Linked DNA regions of Sus scrofa: region 1 is linked to region 2. Evidence: chromatin contacts called from public Hi-C data. All regions are on one chromosome and are shown on one strand. The core of a region is the stretch at or near the end of the contact, and the rest is flanking DNA. Distances in the headings are between cores, read along the strand shown. Region 1 overlaps TMPRSS13 (transmembrane protease serine 13). Region 2 overlaps FXYD6 (FXYD domain-containing ion transport regulator 6).

Region 1 (2,906 bases), core at 71-2,570, 43 kb after region 2:
AATTTGCCAGCAGAGAGCAGCCTGGGAAGATCATTGTTTGGAAGCCAGACCAAGGTGGACCCAGTCCTGGCGCTGCCACTTATGACTCTGTGGCCTCAGGGAACTCTCTCTCTCCATCCCCTCAAATGAAGCTAATAATAGTACCTGTTCCACAGGATCGGTTTGTGAAGAGTAAATGAAATCGTAGGTGTAAAATGCTACCGCGGTGTCTGGCCCTCATTAAGTGCTCAATAGACCGGTGGAAACAATTCGATCTGTTTATCTTGATGAAGACCAGTATCCAAACCCTGGCTTTGTCACCAGTTTGCAATGTGAGATGTGTCCTTGGGGCAAATTTATTTCCAACCTCTGGGCCTCAGTTCCCCCAACTGTAAAATAGAGAGAGGCCGGGAACTACATGATCTCCAAGAGTCTCTGACGTGCACCACGCTGATGCTCTGGACCCCAAGAGGGGTCAGTGGATGCTGCCAAGTGCAGAGCTGTGGGACGAGCAGGGCGGGGTGTGATGGGCGTGGATTCACTCACCAGACAGGGTCAGGGGCTTGGAGAGCCGCATGAGGGCTATGTCATAGTCATCCTGTTCATCCGTGTAGTTGCCGTTGATGATGATCTGGGCAATGGAGGCTGCCTTGGGCAGCTGGTGCAGGTTGTTGGTGCCCACATACACCTTCCAGCCCTCCAGGACCTTCTCCTGGGTCCTGCCAGAGCCACAGAGAGCATGGGCCACTTACCACCTGGCAGAGCCCTCTGGCAGCATCTGCTGCATGGGGAGCTGCAGCCAGAGCACCACCTCTGGAGGGAGCTCTCTATCTAAGCCCAGGGGTCTAGGACAATGCCCTACTTCCAAAAAATCACTCTGAACTTGCCCTTCTGTTTTTATTGTTTTCTGGGTTTGTTTGTTTTTGTTTTTGTTTGTTTGTTTGTGTTTTTGGTTTGGTTTGGTTTGGTTCTGGCCATGCCCACAACATGCAGAAGTTCCGGGGCCAGGAATCAAACCTGCGCCATCGCAGCGACAGCACTGGATCCTTAACTCCCTGAGCCACCAAGGAATTCCTGACCTGGCCCTTCTGTACCTTACAATAGAAAACGGGAGGGGATAGGTAAGACCCCTGGGACCACTGGCCCCACTGTCTCCTCTGGACACCACGAGGATCAAATAAGGTGAGTAGGACACGTCTCGGTCGCATTATCTCAGCAGAAATGGAGCTTTTGACAGGACAGAGTGACCCGCTGAAGACTCACTACCTGGGAAGCCAGTGCCCCTGAGGCCTCACTCCAAGCCCTTTCCTGTCCACCAGCTTAAAGGGACAGGCCCGGCTGGTGACTGTCAGAAGCCGACTGCCCTGCCCTCCCCACAGTCCCCCGCTTTCGCTTCCTCCTGGGACAGCGCTCCTGATTTCTCTGGCTCCTCATCTGTAACTTCCAGTTTCCAGATGCAGCAACAAGCCCAAAGCCTCTTTATCTCACCCTGGTCTTTAGGGCAGCTTCCCAGTTCCTCCCTTCCACCTGCCTCTCTCTCCTTGGGGCCCCCAGTGGTATTTTCGCACTCTGCGCTGGCTCAGAACAAGTAACCCCAACTCGCACTCCCAGGACCAAATACCAAGAGCAAATCATGGGCCTCACCACACCTGTGCCACCCAGCCCCAGGGGCCAGGCCTACAACCAAAGCCCTCTCCTGCAGAGAGAGGTCACTCTGCCCTCAGCCCTTCCTGGTGTCCCCGACCCTGAGTGACAGCCCATCACTACCCCTCCACACTTACACAAAAAAGCAGTGGGCAGCAGTGAGGACCCACTGGGCGTCGATCAGGGTGCCCCCACAAATGTGGGTGGTGCCGAACTGCAGGCTAACTTGCCAAGGCCACTTGCTCTCTGGGGCCAGGGCCCCTCCCACGATCCGCCCGGTCATGGCTCTCAGTCCACAGTCTGGGGAGAAGGAGAAGAGAGAAACTGTGAACTCTGCTTTTCTCAGACCCGCTACCACGCCCGCCGGGCCCACAGAGGCTCAGGCAGCCCCACACTGAGGGCACCTCCCACCCGTGGAGGAGGCCGCTTTGCTCACTTAAGCTGATGCGGTACAGCTGATTCCTGTGAATCACAGCGCTCCCACGTGGTGGGTTAGCTTTCTGGGATCATCCAGTGGGACGTTTGTTCCTAAGAAAGTTCCCTCTCCTCCCACTCATTCAATCTTCTGTTAACTGGACAAAGGCTAACAAAGTGCCCCAGGCTTTGGGCACTGTGCCGGGCATTGGGGCCACGATGGTGACTCCCAGAGCTGTTGTCAGGAGCTCAGGAAAGGAGACCAGGTCTAACTTGACCCTGAACCGATAAGCACTGTGATGGGATCTTTTCAAAACAAAGAAGGCCCGTCCCATGATGCACAGGTCGTTGGTGCCCACGTGGTTCCCCGATGGGTCATTTAGTGGCATTGGGGACCCTGTGCCCCAGGGGAGCATTTCCTAACATGTTCTGGAGTGAGCCAGTCCCCCAAAATTGTGGAGTTTGCTCACACCTGTGTTCTTTTTCCTTTGAAGGAAGAGAGCGACAAGCCAGCAGTAGTCTGAGCAGCCCTGTGCCCACCCTGTACTCAGGGGAGCACCCCCCCCACCCCAGGTCGTCATGAGAACACAGCCCTTGTGGACTGGTTAGTAGCTTGGGCTTTGGGGTCAGACCCCATGTCCAATACAAGCCCCTCACCTACCAGTGGTCTCATTAGCAGTGGAGCAAGACAAACATTTCAGCCTCTTTTCAGTAAGTGGACAGAAATGACACCTGCCTCGTGAGAATTAAATGCAATCACATTTATAAAGCTGTGGGCACAGTGCCTTGGCATCGAAGGCACTTCATAAATGTTGGCTCTAGATCTGGTTCTATGTCTATTTCTTTTTTCTTTTGGGGGCCACACTTGA
Region 2 (2,890 bases), core at 307-2,806:
GCACAGGCTCCGAATTACAGTGGAACCTCATTCCCTGACCCTCCTCTCTGCCACTCAGCCCCCAAGGCCTCGCTTCCCTTCCCCTGCACCCCACCTGCTTGGCTCCTTCACGTTCAGCCCATCAAAAACGAGCCCAGAGGGATCACCAGGGCCTGGGTCCTGGCAGGATCTCCAAAGACAGATGAGGCCCCCCTCTGCACACAGGACATACTGCAAGGGAAGCTTTTATGGGGTCACAGGATGCCTGGGCCACGTTGCTTAGGCTAACTGGTTACCAGGGACTGCTATCATATGCCAGGGGACATGATTTAGCCTATGATGTATCCAAATCTTTGCAACAAGCAGCTTGTTCAAAGAAGATTCTGCCGTGTATAAATAGGATATAACCAAGACGTGAGGTTTACCAGATGGAGTTCGAATCACAGAATGCCAGGAAGTTTGAATGACTGAGATGAAAGCTCTTACTTTTTATTTGAGGAGACTGAGGCCTTAACAGAGAAGTAATGTAGCCAATTCATCCAGCTAGTCAAGGGCAGAGCCGGGCCCAGAACCCAGGCCTCTGTCTTCTGTCTGCTGCTCTGGTGTGCCAGGATCAGGGGCTGGGCAGGCCAGGGTGGGAGGAGCGGGTGACCCTGAGGGCTGCAGAGAAGGCTGCACCATGCCTGAGAGTCCCTGGGCCACTTGGAGGGCCAGGAAAGAGGACACAGCAACTAGAGGAGTGAGGGCGGCCAGGGTGAGGACAGGGGGTTCTCCATCAGAAGACCCCCCCCATGGTTGGTCAGAGGTAGCGGAGGCGGTGCTGGCCCCCCTCTGCCCTCAGGGCATACTGCAAGGCGAGTGATGGAGCTCTAGAAAGCTTTTCCTCAAGATGCAGCCGCAGCCTCCTTGACTGTAAAAGCCTCAGTGCAATGCCATTGCCCAGGCCAGTGTGCCCGTGACCCCAGGCTCATCCATGTGAGGCAGGACCCTGGAGCCAATGGCTAGAGGACGTGACCCTCGAGGACATGCAGGGCTGGAGCTCCTGCAGGTACACAAGCCCAGCCCCACTCACAGTGCGCACTTCAGGAGGCAGTGACCTTGAGCAGAGTGTGAAAGGGAAGTGGAGCCAAGACAGGTGAGTCTTCTAGGTGAGACTCCCAGGAGCCTGGCGGCAGTAGGAATAAGCAAAGTATTGGTGACGGGGAGTCTGGGGACGGGGACAGAGCTCTGCCGGAGCACTGGAATCGCTCTATGGACTCGAGAGAAAGGAAGAAGAAGAAATGAAAATTCTGGGATGGGAAGCCCAGATCTGAAGAGCAGGTTGGGGCCTGGATTGCCTATGAGATGATAATAGCAATCACAGACAAACAGCACACAGATCAGGTGCTATTCTTACTACTTTACATATCCATTCTCATTTAATCTTTAAAAAGAGCCTATGAAGTATGTGTTACCATCGAACCCATTTTAAAGGGAAAGCGATCCAGGCAGAAAAAGAGCAGGGCCCTGGCAGGTGAGAGCTGGGTTCCATGCTTCTGCCCAGCTGAGCCTGCCTCCCTGCTGGGGGAGGAGGGGCAGGCTTCCTGCTGGGAGCCCTGGACTCCAGGCCTGGGCCCCCCATCCCAGGGGAGGGCTCACACCCACTCAGGAGCAAAGGGCTATGACATGGCACCGGCATTGCTCCCAGAAGGCTCACCTTCCAGGCAGCTGCCATCCCGTTCCTTGCTCCTGTCCCAGTCTGGGGGCTTAGGCTGCAAGGCTCAGCCAGCCAAGAGTCAAATGACCTCTGCAAATGGGGGGCTCCTGCCTCTGGGCGAACATTTACCAACTAAGCCCCTAACATTGCCAGCTTCCTACACACTCACAAGATAAAGAGACAGTGGAATGCACAGTGCCTGCCAACTCACCCCAAGAGAATTTCTATTCCCTTGTTGGACAGAGAGCTGTTCACTCCAGAGGCTGATTTTGTATTATCAGATTATGGAACTTGTGCAGCTGATTAGGCCAGAGATGAGAGCACGGCAGAGGGGAGTGGCAAGGGCGGGGGGGTCAGCCAACTCCCCCAACCACTTTACCAAGTCTAGTATAAAAGTTGAGTGAGAGAATACATGGGAAAGTTCTTTGTAAACTGTAAAGCGCTGTGATAACAATACTAACATTTATTAGGTTTTCACGGCATGGCAAATTCTAAGTGGTTTACCTATACTAACTATGTTCAGTCCTTACAGCAGTTCTAGGAAGTGGCTCTGATTATGATCGTTCCCATTTTACAGATGCAGAAACTGAGACCAGAAAGGTTAAGCAACTTGATTCACATCCCAGAGCCAGAAAGTAGCAGATCCTGGATTTAAACCCAAGCGATCCAGCTCCAGAGACCGTGCTCTAAACCACTCCACCATCCTGCCTCTCTGCCACTCGAGGGCTTTGGGGTCTTGAACAAATCACTCCACCTCTCAGAGGCTTTGCTTCTGAATCTGTAAGTGGGAGTAACAGGTACCTCAGGAGCCATGAGGACCAGACAAAATAGCCTCTGTGCACGGAAGTCATCATTTGCCCACCTCTACCTCTTCGGCACCTCCTTTCAGAAGGAAGACGGCTTCTCCCCTCCAATCCTGTAGGTCTCCTGGGGGCGGCCAATCACAGCCCCTTCCCTGTTGCTAAAAGGACTGGGTTTGAGATGTCAGTGTCTCCCCAGAGCCCCCTCCCTCCGGAGTTGTCACATCGTCTGGATGCAAGGGAAGAAAGGTCAAAGCAGCCATGATGTGAAATGAGGAGGTGGGTGGATCTGGCGAGAAGTCAGGTAGCAGCTCACAGGTGAAGAGCTGGCGGGGGAGGGAGAAGCAGGGAGAAGAGCCGGGAAGAGGGTCCTGGCTGGTCCCAGCCCAGCGGGGCCCCCCCTGCCCATCTCCCA

What was found. A called contact is a pair of places that touch in the nucleus more often than the background predicts.
Region 1: a contact with region 2 is called in a Hi-C map of retroperitoneal adipose tissue, with 1.8 times the contacts expected there. The contact joins two enhancer-like sites. A contact is called at or near these places in 1 of 5 promoter capture datasets (fetal skeletal muscle), 7 of 47 Hi-C or Micro-C datasets (embryonic fibroblasts, fetal heart ventricle, fetal liver and 4 more) and 1 of 2 datasets of contacts at active chromatin or transcription factors (skeletal muscle).

Annotation. Positions count from the first base shown.
Region 1 is chr9:45,245,316-45,248,221 of Sscrofa11.1, forward strand. It overlaps TMPRSS13 (transmembrane protease serine 13), which reads right to left. Exons shown (of 13, transcript XM_021062906.1): 8 at 1,761-1,923; 9 at 526-698. Among named protein-coding and RNA genes, the nearest start is that of TMPRSS13, 23 kb to the right of the region's middle. Within about 2 kb of position 1,321, at least 12 of the 83 cell types and tissues checked have an H3K27ac peak or open chromatin away from gene starts, as enhancers often do. A contact at or near this core is called in retroperitoneal adipose tissue, where this site is marked.
Region 2 is chr9:45,201,960-45,204,849 of Sscrofa11.1, forward strand. All of the region lies in intron 1 of FXYD6 (FXYD domain-containing ion transport regulator 6), which reads right to left. Among named protein-coding and RNA genes, the nearest start is that of FXYD6, 15 kb to the right of the region's middle. Within about 2 kb of position 1,557, at least 8 of the 83 cell types and tissues checked have an H3K27ac peak or open chromatin away from gene starts, as enhancers often do. A contact at or near this core is called in retroperitoneal adipose tissue, where this site is marked.